Regions from separate parts of the Mus musculus genome. Here all the other regions are linked to region 3. The links are chromatin contacts, called in public Hi-C maps. All regions are on one chromosome and are shown on one strand. The core of a region is the stretch at or near the end of the contact, and the rest is flanking DNA. Distances in the headings are between cores, read along the strand shown.

What was found. Hi-C and Micro-C count contacts between places; a contact is called where the count stands out from the background.
Region 1: a Hi-C map of uterus shows a contact between it and region 3, with 6 times the contacts expected there. The contact joins the promoter of Dmtf1 here to the promoter of Cldn12 in region 3. A contact is called at or near these places in 2 of 39 promoter capture datasets (the HPC-7 cell line and cranial neural crest) and 1 of 484 Hi-C or Micro-C datasets (uterus).
Region 2: a contact with region 3 is called in a Hi-C map of uterus, with 4 times the contacts expected there. The contact joins the promoter of Tmem243 here to the promoter of Cldn12 in region 3. A contact is called at or near these places in 1 of 39 promoter capture datasets (cranial neural crest) and 1 of 484 Hi-C or Micro-C datasets (uterus).

The regions. Positions count from the first base shown.
Region 1 is chr5:9,160,047-9,163,640 of GRCm38.p6, reverse strand. Dmtf1 (cyclin D binding myb-like transcription factor 1) reads left to right here and starts at 1,865. Exons shown (of 18, transcript NM_011806.3): 1 at 1,865-2,027. It overlaps Gm46901 (predicted gene, 46901), which reads left to right and starts at 2,731. Exons shown (of 1, transcript NR_166570.1): 1 at 2,731-3,594.
Region 2 is chr5:9,098,251-9,102,073 of GRCm38.p6, reverse strand. Tmem243 (transmembrane protein 243, mitochondrial) reads right to left here and starts at 1,337. Exons shown (of 5, transcript NM_001081029.1): 1 at 1,215-1,337; 2 at 679-857. The coding sequence starts at 756.
Region 3 is chr5:5,513,595-5,517,165 of GRCm38.p6, reverse strand. It overlaps Cldn12 (claudin 12), which reads left to right and starts at 2,190. Exons shown (of 4, transcript NM_022890.2): 1 at 2,190-2,401.

The DNA.
Region 1 (3,594 bases), core at 616-3,115, 3.6 Mb before region 3:
TTGTTGGAAATGGCATGCCACTGGGTGCAGACTTTGAGCTTTCAGAAGCCTACACATACCCAAATGGCTCGGCAATTAAGAATGTAAGCTCTCAAGGACTGTTCAAGCCCCATTCCTACCTGCCTGCAGCCATGCTCCCCTCCGTCCGTGATGATTATAAACTCATCATTTAAAACTGTAAGCAAGCCCCAATTAAAACTTTCTTCTGTAAAATGCCTTCACCATGGTGTCTCTTCATAACAGTAGAAAAATAAGACAATCAGAATGGCATAGTCTTAGCATACATCAATTTTTGGATGATTTTTCTTTACTACGTAACATATATTTTAATTCTTCACTACTTTAGTGCCAAATAAAGTTCTGTTGAATAGATGTGCCTGCTTGTTTATTCATTCACCTCCTGGTTAGCCTCTTGGTTGGTTGCATGTTTTGGCAAATGTGAATAAAGCTGCTGTAAAAAACTTGTGATTCCAAATTGCATTGGCCATCAACTCCTATGAACCTTGCTTGATTTAAGAGTATGCCTGATACATCTAATTTCACTCCCCTGGGGGGAAAAAATGATTTTCCCTTTCCCCAGATCTACCATTTGCAAACAGCTTCTTGATTAGGAATGGGACTTTGTGTATCACTAGTAGTGAAAGGAAAGCAAAGTATAACGTGTATCTGCTGAATCATAAAAGCAACACCAATAGGAACCCCAATGCTCAGAATTGTGTATCTTAGAACTTTTGGGTTGGTTTGGTTTGGTTGAGATGTGTTCTATGTAGCCAACACTGCCTCAAAATCCAGTCTTCTTTCTGCCTCAACCTCTTCTCTGCTGAAATTAATAGGTTCGAACAATTGTGCCCAGCATGGGGCAAAAGGCAACTTTTTTGATGTTCTCATCATAGAGTCTGCACTTTTTGTAGCAGTGTTTATGGCAGAAAACCACATCTGACCAGTGTGCAGTTAAGTGACTGTAGAATGCCTATCCCTAAGTGGGTTTTTATAATGCAATCCTTACACCAAAGGTATAGGAGCGTTGCTGAAGATGGGGGGCAGAAAACTTGAAAGAGTCAGGGGAATGGGAAGACTTCTGTTTTAACACCCACCACTCAGCAGCTGTGGTCCCATGCATACCACCACTCCACTCCACATTCCAGCATGGATGGCGAACAAGGTTCCATCTCTGGCTAGGGAGCTACAAGCAGTCAAGACTGCTGAGGAAGAGTCAACTTCCTTCCTGAAGAGATCAGATTGTTTTCCCACGTCCAAGCGGGGCGCAGCCCTACACTGAAGTACATCTGGGCTACATGTGTGTACCCAGAAATACACCCCTACAATAGGACATGAATTTGAGTCGGGGGCATGTCAGGGAAAACACGGGGAGGAGTTGGAGTGGATAGGAAGGAGTAAATATGGTCAAAATGCATCTATTCATGTATGAACCTGATTCTTAAAGATTGGCATGGGAACAGGGCTTCTATTTTGTTCATCTCTAAGAATCCAGAAAATAGAGCTGCACTCGGCATAGCTACCAGCACTGAACTTTAAATGCATAAAGAACTGTAGTCTCCTAAAAGCGAGGTCACACTCACGGAGGTCACCTTTCACAAGAATTATAGAGACACACCGCTCCCTCTTCGCTTCGGAGATTGCGGAAACTAAAAGACAGATGGTGCAGACGCCTGCCAAGGGAAAGACCCTCCTTTACGTCTATCACCCGCCACAGCTCGACGGCGACCGTCCGACCCTATCGCTCGCTGAGAATGGCGCTCGATTCCGCAGCAACCCATCAGCTTGCCGACGCAGACGGAAGTGACGTCGGGGGTGGCGCGCGGGCCCGCCCCCCAGGAGAGGCGGGCCGCAGGGGGGGTGCTGGGAGGGCGGGGGCGGGGCGCGGCCTCGCGGCTCCGTTTCCGGTGGCTGGTTGCGCTCGCTCACCCCAGCTGCAGCCACTCTCTCCCGCGGCTGCTTCCTCCATCCTGGTATTTTTTGGAGCCTCCATCCTGGTTCTTCCAAAGTGCCCGGACCCAAAACAGGAAGTAAGTGCGATGGAACCTTCAGGTCCGGGCCTCCGCCGCAGCCGCTCCGCCCAGTGCGGCCGAGCCGGCCCCTTCGCGGGCCTTGGCTGTCGCCGGCTGGGTGCCGCGGGCGGGGTCGGAGTCCGGGCTTCGCTTAGCCGCCGCGGCAGGCCCCGCACGCCGCGCCCGCGGTCTCCGTCGCCGGCTCAAGCGGCCGCTGGCGGCTGGAACTCCCGAGCGATCCCTGGGGCGCAGCGGCGAGCCGGTGGGGGCGGAAAATGGCGGCGGGCTGGAGGAACTAAATGGCGCCGGGACCCCTGGGGGTGGGCCCGAGTCGCGGAGGACGGCGCCGGGGGCCCCGCGGGCGTGTGCGTGCTGGGCGGCGGAGCTGCCAGCCTGGCTTGGCTGGGGTGCACTGAGCCCCCTCGGCTGCGTGGGTGGGGTGGGCAGGGCAGTGGGGGCGGGGGTCGTCCCAAGCCCACCATTTCTCCTCGGCTCGTTTGGCCCGTGAGCCCCTCGCCGGTTGGACTCAGCGAAGGAAGTCATGGTTGCCAGTCGGACTTTCTCTTTAGAGACCGCGCGGGACGTGGCCTGGGGTGCGGGGAGAGTCCTGGCCCAGCCAACTAGTAATTGTCAGGATCGTGCGGAGCAGACCTTTAGCGTTTCAAAACCCTCTTTGGCCCTCTAGCAAGAACTTTTTTTTTTTTTTTTTTTTTTTTTTTTGAGAATCTCCCCGCAACCTTAACGAGTTTTACTCCGAAAGAAGTGGTCCAGTGCCATCCTGTGCTGTTCAGTGATACAGCATATGTTTTTATAGTTAAAGACTTCGGTGTAGCTAAAGAAAGAGTGATAGCCCGTGATTGCTTTTGTCAGCCCTTGTACCTCTTTCTGACAGCTAGACTTCCTTTGGGACAACCTCCAAAGAAAAATGCATTTCAGTACTGTTTGTGATGTGTTATGTCTTAAGCTAGATGTACTGACTTTTATTAATTAGAGCTATATTTTCGTGTTGTAAATAACTTTTGTGGCTTTTAGGCTGTAAATTAAGAAAGAAAAGACCTTTGATTATATTGAAAGTTTTACAAACATCAAAGGCTATTTTCCTTATAGATTTTCTATTTCTGGTACTGCAAATTTCTTTAGGCCAGTCTTAAATTTACCTTAATAATTCGAGTAATTTACTATAACATTTAAAACAACTATAATAACAAAATATTACTAGCTTTTTACTGTGGTAGAATAGTGATACAATTTTGTATATTTGGTTAAACTTAGACAAACTTAAAATCCATTTCAAAGATTGTTATGTTGAGTGTACCAGGTCAGTGAGAGACTAATGATATTCTCCACAGACGTGAAAAAACACTCCTATCTATATGAAGAATATTATTTATTATTTTATGCTTTTATCCCACTACTGTCTTTCCCTGGTGCTTTTGAGTACCATCAAGTAAGCTAACGTTTCTTCATTACTTTAGATTATGATAGTCTTACCCAAACTGTTGTTCAGGGGGATGATCTAGAAACCTGCCTGGTCCACTGACTCTTTCAGTTGAGGGAGACACCTGGTATTGTTACCATTTTCTTG
Region 2 (3,823 bases), core at 88-2,587, 3.6 Mb before region 3:
GTAAGAGAGCTACAGGTTAATCTTGCCCTGACTTCTGAGAAAGTTTTATGCTGAATACAGAGTTTCTTGATTGTCCCCAAGGCAAGGGGGCTGGGGGTGGGGAGCAAGTTTCAGAAAGTTAACGCTAAGTACAGAGAAAGACTTTTGTTGACTGCAGGCCAGAGGCTCTATCTAGTCAAGCTTCTAGAAAACGGTTAGTGCCTCTGCCTATTTGAGAGCTGGGACCCTTTGTTTGATCACCTCCTGGGATTGTGGCCAACATCCACCTTCATGGAGCTGCTTCACATCCTCATCCTCTTAAGAACTCTAGGTAAGCAATCATCAGAAGCAACCCTGGGCTCTCGATGCACTCCTGAAACCACTAAAGCCCTGGACGCACACCTGAAGTGTGGAGCTGGAAAGTGCGCTTATGCAACCTTCGCAGGACTTTCCCTCCACGGTGGGGTTTCCGCACTCTCCGTAAGGGCTTCCCACAAACTGCCCAGAACTTTCTGAACTTTTCTCCACTCCAAACTGCTCTTGGTGCAGAGTGCAGGGCAAACATCCCAAGAGAGGGGCGGGACGGCAAGAACAGTTCTTCCCACTTCCAAGTACCCTCCAGGCAGGCTGCAAGGAGCCAGCGGGGTGGAGGGAGGCGGGATTCTCGCACTCTGGCCCGGGGCCCACTCCCGCACTCACCTTGGCAGACGTCTCCCCGAACAGAGGTCTGTTATCCAGGCCGCTGGTCCCGTAGGTCCTGGTAGCAAAGTCCTCCATTTTAGGGCTGCTTCGCTCGTCCCCGGACGCTCAAAAGCGAGTCCGCATCAGCTCGCGAAGTCCGGACGCCCGCCCCTCACGGCGCACGCATGGCCCGGGCCCTGGGGGGGTGGGGAGGGCGGGAAATCCCGACGGGGCGACTGTCACTCCCGGGGGCCCCTGGCCGCTCCGCCCCAGCCCCGCCGTCCTCATCTCCAGCGGCCGCCGCGGGAAGTGAAAGGAAACAAACAGCGCTTGGCCGCCGCCCCGCCCGCGCCCGCCGCCCCCAATCTCGGCCGGGGCTCCACCGGGAGAAAGTTTGCCTGGCGCGAGTCCCCCGCGCGGCGGGGCGGCGGGAGTGAAGTTGCGGGCCGGGCGGCCCCGCACACCACCCTAGCTCGGCTGAGAGCTCCGCATCCGCCCGCTCGCGTCCCGTCCCCCGTGCTCCCCGCAGCCCCGGCTGCGCCCGCAAGCCAGACCTCGGCGTCCCGCGCCGCGCGCGCGGCGGATCCAGGCAGCGGCCGCGACCCCGAGCCGTGGCCCCCACACGCCGGCCGGACGCCGGCGCCGTGCGGCGAGTCCCCCCGGGCTCTCCGGTCCGGGACCTGCGGCCACTGTCGCAAACCGGTCGGGCCCGCCCAGATCGCGTCACGACTCAGGCAGCCAATCCCACGGGCAGAGGCGCCGCCTGGGCTGCAGAGCTTTATTTACAGAGGTGCGGGTCGTCCCACCGAGGCGCGGGTCCCCGCTGCCAAGCGTTTCTCCGCCTCTTGGCAATTGGCGGCTGCGCGGTGCACGTAGTGGCTAAAGCAGGGTTCTGAAGACCGACTCGAATTTGGCGTCTTAAAACCCGACAACCTGCTTCGACCACTCCAGGATTTGGATGTGGACACTTTACAGTATCGGAGGCAATCGTGTATGCGTGTTTTATTCTGTATTACACACAGAATAAGAGGTCCTAGTTTACATAAACAGTTAGGTATTTCGTTGCCTGGTCCAGTGGGGGTGCTGCCACAGGCCAGAGCTTCGCATCTTGGGCCTTTTTGGAGTCTTGGGGCTTAGAGAGCTGAATGGAATGGACAAGCTGCACAAGTACCGTCGCTCTACATTTGAAGTTCTTCCTAAAAGCTAAAAACCAAACAACTACACTAATAGGATTGGGCTGACACTAATACCTAGCTAGATTCAAGAAAGTTCGGAAAGTGTTAGTGTGCAGGAGACTCTAAGCTGAAGCGATACCTCCACGAACGCTTAGAATCTAGACATGGGTTCCAGTGCCACGCAACAGTTTAGAACAAGGGATGGAATAACAACCACAACGAACTTCCAGCCCTGAGTACACGTAAGTATTATACATATCCCCATTGCCCAATCATTACACGTGTTTTACAAATTAGCTGTTTACTCGCGACTTTACCTTAACAACAGCAATACTACATAATCCAGCACCCACTTCTATTAAAAGTTCTATTTAAAGATTCATATTAAAAGGTCCTACAAATTAATTCACTTACTTATATTCAGTTTCATTCAACAAAAAATATTTTTGAGGCTCTAGGCTGTAATCCTTTGAATATTAGGGACAGTCTAGACTAAGTAGCAAGACCCTGTCTCAAAATAATAAAATAAAAACTAACAATACTTTGAGAATCTGCTGTGTGCTAAGCAACTATCCACCAAAATAACACAGTAATTATGGGCCTTGGTCAACAACCCCAAAAGATGCCATAATACCAAATTTGATATACAGTCAAATCAAAATCCATAAAGTCTAAAATTCTGAAAGGTTAAAGTTCTGGAAATATTATTCTGGGAAAAAATAAAGACTTTAAATACAAGTATATTTTTTAAAGTATAGTTATTTGAGAAACAAGAGAACATATAGGCAACGTTTTATAGTAAAATAGGTAACATACATATTTGGAAATTATATTCACCTCTGTGCTCTGCTGCTGTGGTGACTGGGTGGGGAGGAAGCATTTAGAATATTCATATTTAGGTCACAGGCCGGGCAGAAATCGTTCTGTCGACTGAACAGAGTAACTCTCTCCTGGTTCTACTTGTACATAATTGTTTTCAAACCAGAAACCTCACTGGCTCCTCGGGAAAATATTACTTTGGTTCACCAAAAACTACTAAAACTTTCAGGGACTGCTCATCAGCTAAGCATGCTTATTGCTTTTGCTGAGGGCCTAGGTTTGTTTCCTAGCATCTGCATGTGGTTCACAAACATCTCTAATGCCAGTTAGAGTTAGATGACATATTTCAAAAGATTTTATTAACTGTGTGTGTGCATGTGCATGCATGTGCTTCCACATATGTGCTTCCAGCCAAGGAGGCCAGAAGGGTGTGAATTTCCTTCAATATGGAGTTACAAGCAGCTGAAAGCCACCCAACCATCGGTGCTGGGATCCAAAATTAGGTCCGCTACAAGAGTAGTGAGCGCTCTTAAATGCTGAGTCATCTTTCCAGGCTCCCAAACAACGTATTTTTAAACTAAAATTTTTGTTTTTACTAAAGTCTGTCAGCCTTCTTCCCGGAATTAAAATTTCTCTCCCTGATACGGGAGCCTCTTTCCTTGGGAACTGCAGTTTTCAAATTTTGACCTTTGTGGTAGTTTATATGAAAATGGCCCCATGGCCTCACAGGGAGTGTTACTATTAGAAGTTACTGTAGCCTTGTCGGAGGAAGTGTGTCACTGGGGGTGGCTTTGAGGTTGCAGATGCTTAAGCCAGGCCCAGTGTCACTCTCTCTTCCTGCTGCCTTGCCAATCTAGATGTAGAACTCTCAGCCACCTCTCCAATACCATATCTGCTGGCATACCACCATGCTTCACAACATGACAATAATTTAATAAACTCCTGAACTGTAAGACAGCCCCAATTAAAGGTGACTATTCACAGCAATAGAAACCCTAGCTAAGACAGCCTTCAGTGTTTCCAAATTTCTCATCTTCACCTTTTGAGATTATAATTGGGGGATTATAGGCTAAAGGTTCTGGACATTTGTATTGTGTTTCTTAGGCTAGTAATTAGAACCAGGTCAGCCCATAAGCATGGGCATTGTCTTGAGGCTGAAATAAAAGACA
Region 3 (3,571 bases), core at 941-3,440:
AACCCATCACTGTGGCACTGGCATGGGAGGAGAGGAGCCATGAGGCACCTTGTCCACACACAGGAGGCAGAGAAGCTGGGGTCAGAAACAGGACTGGGGTTACAAGACCTGTGTGCTAGAGACCCACTTTCTCCAGTTCTGCTTGGGGGCTGACTGTTTCTTGCCTTAGATAGACTCGTTCACCATCTGAAGCAATATGGCCATCATGAGAAGAGGATAGCAGTGGACAGATAATAGACTTTTCTCCCTTTTTGAGTAAAAGTCCAGTTGTTACTATAGCAACACAAAATGGAAAGTATCATTAGCCAAGTCCTTGTTATATGTGAGGTACTGTTGTGCTTTTCTATGTTTTCCTTCTTATAAGATTTAGATTAATTTAATTTTCATGATTTTCTGGCACAAACACACTGTTCTACAGATGGAGACCATAAAACACAGCGGGTCTTCTTGTCCAAGGTAACAGCAGGGCAGAGTCAAACAAGAATGGGGTGGGATCGTTTACAGTCCTGTCAACTCTGAGAATTGAGTATCCTTTTTTGAGAAATTGCAAGTGAGAAGCTACAGACCATTTAAATGAATAGTATACAAAAAAAAGTGTGTACTTGCTTAGATTCAAAAGTTGTTCCCTAGCCTAGAGGTTCTTTGCAATTGATACCTACTAGGAAAGAGATCAGTTTTATCCAAAAGGACATCAACCACAGGAGCAGTTGGCTACTGCAATCAAGACTCCACGTCTTCTTGATTAGATTTGGTTTGGGACTTTTTGTTTGCTTTATTGAGTTTTGTATGTTTGATAAATAACATGAAGTTGGGTGGGTAGGGAGGTGAGAAAGATCTGAAAGGAGTTGGGGGAGAGGGAAATATAATCAATATTTGTATGAAAAAATTAAATAATAAAAAACTTGTCATCACAGAGGCCTGGGATATGGGAGGCGCCCAAGAATTCTATGGGGGTGACCTTAGCTGTGACAGCAATGGAGATTTGGAATCTGAAGAGCTTACTTCCTGTAGCGAGACAGGAACCCTGGTGGAGTGATAGAGACACCGATCCACACATAAAACTTTCAACCCAAAATTTATCTTGTCTACAAGGAATGCAGGCACAGGTGATGGAGCAAAGACCATCCCATAGGCAAGCAACAATCCCTGACACTATTAATGATACTCTGTTATGTTTGCAGACAGGAGCCTAGCATGGTTGCTCTCTGAGAGACTCCAATCAGAAGCTGACTCAGACAGACGCAGACACCCACAGCCAAACAGTCTCCAGAGCTTGGGGACTCTTACTGGAGAATAGGAGGAAGGATTGCTGTGCCCTGAAGGAGATAGGAACTCCACAGGAAGACCAATGGAGTTAACTAACCTGGACCCTTGGGGCTCTCAGAGTCTGAACCACCAACCAAAGAACAAACACAGGCTGGACCTAGGCCTTCCAGCTCATATGTGGGCCCCAAACAACTGGTGTAGGAGCTACCTCAAAGCTGTTGCCTGTACTTGGGCTACGTACCTGGCTGGGCAGCCTTGTCTGGCCTCAGTGGGAGAGGAAGTGCCTAGCCTCACAGAGAATTGAAGTGCCAGGGTTGGGGGGTCGAGAGGGCTCCCCGACTCAGGAGAGGGGGTTGATGGGGATAGGGGCAGTGTTCAGGATATAAAGTGAATAAGAAAAAAAAAAGATAATTAAAGAAAAGAGTTGTCAACATCGACAGTTTTTGTTTCTCTATTTGTGTGTATGTATATAGTGCGATGGAATCAACTGGAATTCACAGGCATCATTTTTGCTCTTTTTAACTTAAATACTGTGTATGAGTCCTTTGACATATTTATCTGCACAGGATGCACATATCAGAGAAGACGAGAGAGGATAGCTGATGTGTAGAAGAGTCAAATTAGAATACTTAATAATTAGTTTTATGTATGGAATTTTGCTGCAGTAGGGTATCTTTTGCCTATAGTTAACCCCAGAAGTAACAAGCAAAGTGCCCCTTGTAAATTTGTGTGGCTATGGAGTTAGACCTTTTTTTTTTTTTTTTTGCACTTAATGAACAACTTTTGATTGAGTAACCAAACGAATCTCAAATTTGTCCCTCATGCGTGTGATTGAGAGCATTCTAAAGCAAGCCGTAAACCTATCCCTAATAAGGTGCAAGAGGAAACGAGGGAGGCGGGACCCGGAAGAAGGAGGTGGTCTCAGGAATTGGCCCGCGGCCAGCGGCCCGATGGATGCTAGGAACTGTAGTTCCCGGCAGCCAAGGTATTCCCGAGCGGAGCCAGGGGAGAGCCTGACTGGTTCCCTGAAGCCTCCGGGGCGGCTTCGCCAGAACGCACTTCCGCGGCAGCGGAGGGAGACCAAGGAGCCGCGGCTCGGAGTGGGTGAGCGGGATGCCCGAGCCGTGAGGAGCCGGTAGGTGTGGTCAGGGACGCTCCCGTTTCCGAGTCTTTTGCAAGTAGTTGAAGGTGTTGCGTGAAACGGCGAAGCGGCGGCGAGTCGGCATTTGAAAGGTTGCCCACATGGGTGGACGTGGAAAAGTGGCCGAGGAGGTATTTGGTACCGCGTTTACAACGTTTTCGTCCCCTCCGAGGAGTGTGGAGCCGCGTTGCCGGGGCAGCCGAGGGCTGGGGGCGGGCGGGGGTGCGAGCTGCGAGCTGCGAGCTGGCTGCTATTTTGGACCCAGCGGCTGACGGCGCTGGTTGTGTAACGCTGACCTGCTCGCTCTCCCCACGCACCGGGCAGGGGTGGGCGAGCGGCGAGCGTGCGCCCGGGGAGGGCTCACGCCATTGGCTGGGCGCAGCCGCCCCCCCTTTGCCAGGCTCGGCCGCTCGGGGTCTCCTGAGGACGCGGCTCCCACCCGGACGTGCCGATCTGGCTGCTGCTGTCCCTCGACACTGCCCTGCTCTGCGAAGGGGCTAGTCTTCACTGCAGAACTGCTATGCCAGGTGACCTCATGGCAAAGGTTGCCCAGGGGTCCGATTGGGGTCATTGATTGTAAAACGAGCCCTTCTGACTTCGAAGCAACAATCTTGATTGATAACAACTCAAGAATCGTAGATGGGAGGTGGGGAACCTCGATGGAAATCAGCACCCAGGCCACATCCTGCATAATTACTGTAATAGGGCCAGCGATAAACGCCTGGATCCAGGAAGCTGCCAGGCGTTTATGAGTTTTTCACTCATCCTACCTGTTTGAGTTAACTAGTATTCCAACAGGAAGTCACTCCTCTTTAGAGATATGAAAACATACCAAATGGCAGGTTGAGCCAAGGACGATAGATACCACACAACATAAACTAAAAAGGACATACTAGTTGCAAATTTTAGGTTGTACAGAGCAGATTAGTTTTGTCTGGTTTTATGGTAAATACCGTCTTTTAAACATTTTAGAAAACAGTGCATTTCTTTTCATTCCAAGGCAACTGCATGGTGCTTTCTTTCACCGTGCTCCTTATGACACGGTAGGCAGGAACTAGATCTTGAAAAATAAATCTATTAATTTTTTTCTTAGATTTCTAACCCAGTAAAGTGATTTGTGATTTTTAATTTTAGCCTTAATTATCCCGAACTTTCAAATCACAA